Regions from separate parts of the Bombyx mori genome. Here region 1 is linked to region 2. A link is a contact called in public Hi-C data. All regions are on one chromosome and are shown on one strand. Each heading gives the region's core, a stretch centred on a gene start, on an enhancer-like site or on the middle of the called end of the contact. The rest is flanking DNA. Distances are from core to core; before and after follow the strand shown. Region 1 overlaps LOC101740714 (serine/threonine-protein kinase MARK2). Region 2 overlaps LOC101740714 (serine/threonine-protein kinase MARK2).

Region 1 (5,039 bases), core at 287-2,786, 35 kb before region 2:
AACGGAAATTATTAAACAATATATTGCTCGAAGTCTCGCATACTATACATTAAAATCAACACCCTGTAGACATTAAGAAACGACACATTTGACACTTTCTAATTCAGCCTTATAATTAGAAAGAGACAAGAGACGCGGGCGGCCGCGTCACTCACCGCCAGCCCTGATTGACGCGCTCTAAGTTGACAGCTTGACGTAAACACTGGCTGGATGACATTGACAGCTAGGCGCCTGTCAATCTCCTCGATCCAACCCCGCTCAGAGCTGACGGCTCGTTTTGACATACGACACTGACAATAAAGTTAACAAGGAATCGAAAAATTCAAGTTAATCTTATTTATTGAAACAATTTTCGTTCTAAGGGGACTTAATTATTTTTGTAAAACTGTAAAATTATATTTTGTCATTATACATAGATAGATACATTAGATGAGGAAATGATACATACAGTAATTAATTAATTAATTAATTAACATTAAGCTATGTTGTATCGGTTGAGCTCGATTTGTACAAAACGTCAGTGGCACGTTGGGCAGAAGTACCTAAGCGGACTGTAGGTCCGTCAAATCAAAATGTCTTTTGTGAACACAAGCTTCGGGCGAGTTGCGATGTTGTCTTCCTGAACAATATTCTCCTCGTTATTATCTTTATGTATACATTCTCAGAGCGCACTGACATTGTTAAACAAAAAAAAAAAAAAAAAACTTATCTACAGAAAGTAATGACACGTAAAATTATTATACAAGTGTGTGCCTTTTAAGCATCGAGAGCGGTTCATTAACTAAAATCCCGGGCCTCTATTCCGAGATAAACGACGGCAGTTACTAAAGTCGATACTTTTTATTTTCGCCGACGTCACACAGAGCGGTGATATTACTTATTAGTTGATCTCGTCCGAAGTCGACCCTTTCAGAATAGAGCCCGATGTATCCTTTCGAGTTACAAACGTTTGGCGTTCGCAGTGTTTATAATAGATCATGTCATTTTTATCGATACGTTTCCCATCACTTGGCACATTAACATTCCTCGTACTGTCCCGGCACTGGTCCCGGCGCGTAACAACTTCGTTTCTCCGTTACATTCAATAATCTGACAATAATCTTTATTACAAAGAAATATACAAGGAGTAAATTCGACATTGAGAACACCAATCGACACTGAGGTGATAGGTGCATCCAAAAATGAACATCGAGTCGATTTTTTTTTAAAAGTAAAAACGGATTCGACTTGTCGCTTCGCATAGCTTCACGTAGCTCAGTGATAGATCGTATATCTGACTACGTGACCTGGGGGGTTCGTCGACCGCGCCGGAGGCGAAGCCTGAAGTTATTTAATCAATCGACATTCGAATTTAAAAATCGAACAGCTCAGGAGGGGGGATCGGCTCGAGGGGCAGACAGTCGCACGGTGACGGGGGTGTGGGGGGCGAGAGGGCGCGGGGCTGTCGGCGCAGCGTGTGCGTGCTGGAGTAAGCCACGCGGTAGGGGGAGGGCACGTCGGCGCTGTCGGCGCGCAGGGACAGGGCCGAGCGGGGGTGGAGGCGGGGCGGGGAGCCCGGCGGCCGCAGGTAGTCGCTGCGGGCCAGAGACAGCTCGGCCGGACTGTACGCGGCCAGGAAGTGAGCCAGCGCGCCGGAGGACGTCCGCTGGCCCCCGTTGGCGATCAGCACCATGTCTTCGGCGGAGAGGCGCAGGCTGTCGGAGCGCGGCGGCGGGGGCGGGGGGACCGGGGGCGAGGGGGGGCACGGGGGCGCGGCGGGAGGGCGCCGGCGCCGGGCCACGTTCCCGGGCAGTCACAGCTTGAGTTCGTTCGCTATCTTTGACGCAATGTTCTTGAAGCCGATGCTTGTTCCTGGAAGGTGTATTGAACAAAAACTAATTATTATACTCCACCGCGCAATGTTAATGACGTAACCAAGTATCCGCCATTGCTGATAGTTGTATAGTATGCGCGCGAGTTCATGTCCATCGGGGTCAAAGGCGACGCACGGGGGACGGCTCATCCCACCCCCGCCCACCGCCCCGCATTTGTCGAGTGTTGTCCTCCACGGTTGTGACGCGCGCTTATCGATATGGAACATTAACGATAACGCTATTGTGTTATTTCATTTTAAATAAACCACGACTACTCCAACAACTTTAGGAAGAAAAAACCTACGGAAAAGATATACTGATTCCGACTCTGATCTGTCGGTTGTCTTTTCATCTGTTAAGTGATTGTATTTGGAATAAAAAATATTTTTTTCTCTTATTATCGACATTACCATAATTAACTAGGTCACAGCACTACCGCATTCCTTAGGATGGACATGAACTCGCGCGCCTACTGTATATATAGTGATTTTTATTTTATTCTAATAAAGGGCGAACGTCGTGTGACGTCACACTGACCGGATATCCTCTTGAAGCGCACCCCGTTGAGCGAGAGGCGCGGCAGCTTGCAGACCTCGATCTCCCACTGCACCAGCGAGTCCGCGTTGGGGTCGCCGTGCACGCACAGCAATAAGAACCTCTCGCGCTGCTCGTAATCGCAGTTGTTCGCATCGAGCACCTGGAAACGTAAAAACTGAATCGTGATGGCGTAACTAATCTAGATCGACGAAAAAACAAAAAATGGCTACTTAAATAAATCACTAAGTCATCGGATGGTAAACAGTCGATGTCTGTAGAATGGTTACTGGAGCCCATAGACATCTACAAGAGATATGAGTTCTAAGGTCTCAAGTGTGTCGCCCTAAACACGTCATTTCGGATCGTCTCGATCCACTAAAGGTGGTTTTAGGTACCTCAAGCACCGATCATCGTTCTCATCGAACCCGTCGCTTGCGACGAAGGGCTCATCGAGCAAATAGACTCTCAGACACAGCCCATTGAGTTTCTCGTCGGATCTTCTCAGTGGATCGCGTTTCCGATCCGGTGGTAGATTCTGCGAAGCACAGCTCTTGCTAGGCCTAGCGTTAGCAACCTCGTCAGGTTAGAGCCCCGTGGGCTCACCTACTAATTCTGTGAATCTAATATAACCCTTCCTAGTTACTATGTAGATTAAGTAGGAAAAAAAAAACGTCGGGGCCCAAAGGATAAGACGCCCGGTGCATTCGTATCGAGCGATATTCGAATCCTGCTGGCAAGTACCAGTTGTTTTTTTTATTGCATAAGTGGGTGGACGAGCTCCCAGCCCACCACAGGTTACTGTAGGCCATAGACAATCTACAACGTAAATATGCGCCACCCACCTTGAGATATAAGTTCTAAGGTCTCAGTATAGTTACAACGGCTGCCCCACCCTTCAAACCGAAATGCATTACTGCCTCACGTCAGAAATAGGCAGAGTGGTGGTACCTATTCATGCGGACTCACAAGAGGTCCTACCACCAGTAATTACGCAAATTATAATTTTACGAGTTTGATTGATCTAATGATTACATTATTGATATTCCAGACTCTGTATAGCTGTTATACCAAGCTCCAATTACAGCCTCGATCACCCTTCCTGACTGAGCATTTGCTCGCCCACCTGTCCTGGTGAAACTGGAAAGGCCTCAGGGCCATCAGTAAACTCTCAATCATAAAAGAAAAAAAAAGCTTCGATCAGCGCGCGGTTGTCGTATATAAAGCGTGTTCAGAACAAACACTCACCTTCCTGATCTCAGCCATGATCTCATTCGGGTCCCGCGACGAGGTCGTCTTCATGCTCCACGTGAAGCGAAGCACCCTGGGCTTCACTTGTTCCTCGTTTCCTTGTCTGTCACAACAGACCGGTTTGAGTGGAAGCATGATTATTAATCGACTGTATTGTGGTAACGGGCACCGTTTCGGCCGTAACGTGCGGTGAATCGCGGCAGATTCTGCCGCGATTGTGAAACCTTCTAGTGGGACGCCATAATACGTCCTATCATCACCAGTAGACGCACAAATAGATAAACTTAGCATCGCCAGCTCTTGATAACCACTCCATGTATTAAATAGCATTGGAACAGACTTATTAACAGACATTGACGTTGTTATAGAGACGATTTTGTTGACGTAACACAGATAAGTGACCAATATCCGTGATTACTTCAAGATTAGGAAGTAAGTTGTAAGACTGGTCAATTTTAGGTTATTCTATCTATGGAGGCCAGTAACCAGTTAACATCGGACTGTAGGCTAATGAGATCAGCTAGAGCTGTAAATGTCAAGAGCCTTCAAACTTAACATACAACTCAGGGGCGAGATAATAAACTTATTCAAAGCAAAAAATAAATTATCACTAGTGTTAATATACAATAAAAAAAAGTGAAAAATCAATCGTGTTAATTAATAATGTGCTTTCTGGCTGTTCTTATGACGAGCTTATTGATAATTATAATGTTTAACTATTATGAAACAGCCACGTGGGCTAGCACAAGCTTTTTTTTTTTATTGCTTAGATGTGTGGACGAGCTCACAGCCCACCTGGTGTTAAGTGGTTACTGGAGCCCATAGACATCTACAACGTAAATGCGCCACACACCTTGAGATATAAGTTCTAAGGTCTCAGTATAGTCACAACGGCTGCCCCACCCTTCAAACCGAAACGCATTACTGCTTCACGGCAGAAATAAGCGGGGCGGTGGTACCTACCCGTGCGGACTCACAAGAGGTCCTACCACCAGTAAATATTTTATAATTATAAATAAATAAAACATTAAACAAAACAGACTTTAGTGTTTTATATGTAGTTGTTTCAAAGGGCACCCTCCCAACGCATCGGGAAAACATTAACAACGTCACCGGAGAAACTTATCACAAGTTCCAAAATAAGCAATGACAAGAATCTAATACCGTTATTCCAAATAAGAAATATTTTTGTTTTCAATGCTCCCTGGAAATAAGAGTCGGCTAGTGCTTTAAGTCAATCGTGTGATAGAGGTCAACGAACTCTCAAGATCCACTAGCTTTCACTCTACCCGCAATCCTGACGGTAGGTAGGTAACCCGAACAAAAGTATTTCTAATTAGGAATTTTTAAAAAAAAAGTGACAGAAAAATATTTCTAGAACAACAATAAGAAATAACAACA
Region 2 (4,505 bases), core at 2-2,501:
TGCGGCAAATGTTTTACTGGTGGTAGGACCTCTTGTGAGTCCGCGCGGGTAGGTACCACCACCCTGCCTATTTCTGCCGTGAAGCAGTAATGCGTTTCCGTTTGAATGGTGGGGCAGCCGTTGTAACTATAATTGAGACCTTAGAACTTATATCTCAAGGTGGGTGGCGCATTTACGTTGTTGATATCTATGGGCTCCAGTAACCACATAACACCAGGTGGGCTGTGAGCTCGTCCACTCATCTAAGCAATAAAAATAAATAAAAAATGTACACATTTTCCGGTAAATGTGCACATTTGCCTCCTCGTTTGGGTAATGTGCATTCAACTAACAAAGAAGGCAAATGTACATTGAATTCACAATGACCATGTCGTTTTGGTAAATGTGAGCATGACATACAAAATGCGAAATCGCAAGTGCTAGTAATGTGGTGCGCATGCGCATTCTTTGTTAGTTGAATGCACATTTCCCAAACGAGGAGGCAAATGTGCATGCACGTTTACCGGAAAATGTCAAATGTCAATCAACCGGAAAAGGTCAAACCCGCAAAATTATAATTTGCGTAATTACTGGTGGTAGGACCTCTTGTGAGTCCGCGCGGGTGGGCACCACAGCCCCGCCTGTTTCTGCCGTGAAGCAGTAATGCGTTTCAGTTTGAAGGGTGGGGCAGCCGTTGTAACTATACTGAGACCTTAGAACTTATATCTCAAGGTGGGGAGCGCATTTACGTCGTAGATGTCTATGGGCTCCAGAAACCACTTAACACCAGGTGGGCTGTGAGCTCGTCCAGTAATCTAAGCAATAAAAAAAAATGTGTACATTTGCCGGTAAAAGTGTACATTTCCCAAGAGTGTACATTTACCGTAACATATACATTGCTAGTATCAATTCTCAAAGAATACCAAATTACGTGTCATGTGATTTTAATTCTATTAATTAAAATCGTCAAAAATATGACACATAATTATTATTTTTTTGCTTAATAGACACGTACGAAGAAGGCAAGACATTGATAAGGCATAGTAAATAACATTTTGTAAAAATTCATTATCTAACCGCGTTCTGTTTAATTAACGCGAAGCAATAATTCATTCGATAAAAACACACCTACAAATTTATTTTATAATAACGCCATCTAGCGACATCGTCATAAACTATTTAGTTCCAGACGGCGACACAGAGATGTCGCTAGTGTGTGTGTGCACGTACCTGTATTTCCCTCGCAGCACCCTCTCGCGTAGCTCCCGGAGCGTGGAGCCGTCGAAGGGCAGCGAGCCGGAGACCAGCGTGTAGAGGATCACGCCCAGAGACCACACGTCGACCTCGGGACCGTCGTATTTCTTGCCTGTCATTTTTATAGTACAGCGAATAAGTACACTTTACACCGAATACCTATGAAAAGCAGTTAAAAGAGGGACTCGAATGTAAATGTAAGTCGTCGTGGCCTAAAGGATAAGACGTCCGATGCATTCGTGTTGAAGCGATGCACCGGTGTTCGAATCCCGCAGGCGGGTACAAAATGTTCTAATGAAATACCTACTTAACAATTGACTTCGACTTGGCTAATTTTTTTTTATTGCTTAGATGGGTGGACGAGCTCACAGTCCACCTGGTGTTAATTGGTTACTGGAGCCCATAGACGTCTACAACGTAAATGCCGCCACCCACCTTGAGATATAAGTTCTAAGGTCTCAAATATAGTTACAACGGCCCTTCAAACCGAAACGCATTACTGCTTCACGGCAGAAATAGGCGGGGTGGTGGTACCTAGCCATGCAGACTTACAAGAGGTCCTACCACCAGTGAAAAAAGGCCAGTTCACGATCTGTTATGATACGTCCAGCCCTGCCTAGTTGTGATCGTTACGAAAATAGAATCACAACCTTAGAAACGACTAGCTGTACCCGTCCGCTTCGCTGGCCATTCAAAATTAACATTATTATTTCTCACCCCCACAAAGATTCTCATCATTAACGCCCCCGCAACCGGTGTAGGGTGTCCAACGCTCATATAAATAATAGTCTATCCATTAAGTACATGTATTTTCTACATGGATACCAAGTTTCAAGTCAACCGGATGCACGGTTCAGTAGTTATAACGGAGCATCCGTAAAAACCACTGTAGATTTATGTATACTAATATTATAAAGAGGAAAGATTTGTTTCTTTGTATTGAATAAGCTCCGAAACTATAGAACCGATTTGAAAAATTATTTCACTGTTTGGAAGTTACACTATTCCCGAGTGACATAGACTATATAATTTTTTTTTTTTTTTAAATTGAGATCCTTACTAAAACTCCAATAATGTAATCCAAGGTGTAAAAAAATTACCTAAAATATTCTTCGTAATATCATAAATAATCGCGTGCACTGCGAAAACTATTTATGATAGAATAAAATAATGTCGCGACAGCATATGTCTAACAATTATAGTTATGCCGCAATAAGTGTTCTTTTATTTTAAAAAATAAAACAATGTCAAATACCGTTGAAATTTTTGTTAAAGACCCGAGCGGAGCCGGAGCGGGCCGCTTGTATATTAATATAGACAAACCTTGGAACAGTTCAGGGGCTGCATAGGGCGGACTGCCACAGAAGGTGTCCAGCTTCGCTCCCGGCGTGAACTCGTTAGAGAAACCGAAATCGGCAATCTTAATGTTCATCTCGCCGTCTAATAAAAGATTCTCGGCCTGAAATAACAATACACGAATGTGAATCGAGAGCTTTGTCTGTTTGATTGTCCTATCTTATTCCAATGCAAAAGATTGACGTGATTTTTCACAGATTTCTATAGTCTTACCCAACAATGTCATCCAGCTATCTAACGATCACCATTTCACCCTTGAAACTCACGTGTAATCACAAGACCCTTCAACCACCATCAATATGATTTTTACCAGATTATGTGCCCAGGTCGAGTGACCACTAATACAACAGCGTGAACTTTACCGAATATCTTAACGTTTAACAGATCATAATGGAGGAAATAACTCGCAACCTATTTAGCCCACAAACGTCCACGGATGGACATGGGGTTCAGCAAGACTCGCCACAATCAAGGGACCTGCGCTGCCTCTTTCCAGTGGATTCCCGCGACCTTCAAGAGCTCGTCGGTCGACCTTGTGTGGGAGGCCTACCCACGCTACGTCTTCAGATATTCACTCAAAAACTCAAAACCTAATGAGACAACGTTACACAATAAAACCGTGACTTGAGGTCGACCTCAACTCTCGAGGTATACACATCGTTGTGTCTACACTGTGACATCTTCAGCACATTTAGAACAATAAATAAAAAAGACGCGTGCAATTCACGTACGTAAGAAGTGAATCGTTTCGAATCGTTCCATCTCATTCCCTCCAACGGCTTTATATAAGTTCATCTTACTTTAGTGTCGCTTTTACGTTTCATTAAATATCAAAATGACAACGGTCCCAAACATAAGCCTCCCTTCAAAAAACCTTACATAAGGACACTAGGATCGAAACTATAGTTTATCTATACTAATATTATAAAGCTGAAGAGTTTGTTTGTTTGAACGCGCTAATCTCAGGAAGTATTGGTCCGATTTGAAAAATTCTTTCAGTGTTAGATAACCCATTTACTGAGGAAGGCTATAGGCTCACGCTATATATCATCACGCTAAGACCAATACAAGTGGAGCACCAATAAATAATGTTTCAAAATAGGGGTTTAAATAGCTCCTTTAACATTCTATAATACAAAAATATTTTCACTTTCTACGTAAATCAGCGGTCGGGGAACTTTTTTAAATTATTACCCCAAAATATTTTTGTGTAGGTTGATATTACCCCATGGCGAAGAACAAAAAAAAACGAAATCGCTTCTTTTTAGCATCTTTCATATTAAAGCTCCTTGGATAATTTAGAAAAGAAAACAATAACTAAAAATTTTACGATTCTAAAGAAGTTTCACTTCAATATATACTTTTTACTCACAAAAGTTTCATTTTTACCCCCCTAAAATTTCATTTCAATAAAACTACCCCATGTGGGGTAATTTACCCCGGTTCCCAGACCGCTGACGTAAATGTAGTGGGGGTAACATTAAACGTTACGCCAAAGTAACTATTCCACGCGGACGGAGTCGCGGCTTAAAGCTTAAAGTGATTAATATTATTATAGTCCTTATTACCTTGAGATCCCTATGTATGATCCGTTTCTGGTGGCAGTATTGGACGGCCGAAACTATCTGCCTGAACTTAGCACGGGCCTCCTTCTCCTTCATGCGGCCGTGTAGCACTAAATAGTCGAACACCTGTAACATTTTCGTCCTCGTTAATGATCGTTAATTCTTAATAAATTTTCACATAGGACCCAAAACGATTCGAAAACCAAGCAGATAAATCACTACATAGTATAAAACAAAGTCGCTTTCTCTGTCCCTATGTATGCTTAAATCTTTAAAACTACGCAACGGATTTTGATGCCGTTTTTTTTAATAGATAGAGTAATTGAAGAGGAAGGTTCATATGTCCATTAA

Evidence for each region. Hi-C and Micro-C count contacts between places; a contact is called where the count stands out from the background.
Region 1: a Hi-C map of middle silk gland shows a contact between it and region 2, with 1.9 times the contacts expected there. The contact joins two enhancer-like sites. A contact is called at or near these places in 3 of 7 Hi-C or Micro-C datasets (middle silk gland, posterior silk gland and whole pupa).

Annotation. Positions count from the first base shown.
Region 1 is chr24:7,111,243-7,116,281 of ASM3026992v2, reverse strand. LOC101740714 (serine/threonine-protein kinase MARK2) reads right to left here. Exons shown (of 23, transcript XM_062675698.1): 21 at 3,636-3,741; 22 at 2,391-2,550; 23 at 1-1,851. The coding sequence ends at 1,793. Among protein-coding and RNA genes, the nearest start is that of LOC101746552, 46 kb to the left of the region's middle. Within about 2 kb of position 1,536, at least 5 of the 8 cell types and tissues checked have open chromatin away from gene starts, as enhancers often do.
Region 2 is chr24:7,076,322-7,080,826 of ASM3026992v2, reverse strand. LOC101740714 (serine/threonine-protein kinase MARK2) reads right to left here. Exons shown (of 23, transcript XM_062675698.1): 6 at 4,158-4,280; 7 at 2,557-2,692; 8 at 1,210-1,345. Among protein-coding and RNA genes, the nearest start is that of LOC101746552, 81 kb to the left of the region's middle. Within about 2 kb of position 1,251, at least 5 of the 8 cell types and tissues checked have open chromatin away from gene starts, as enhancers often do.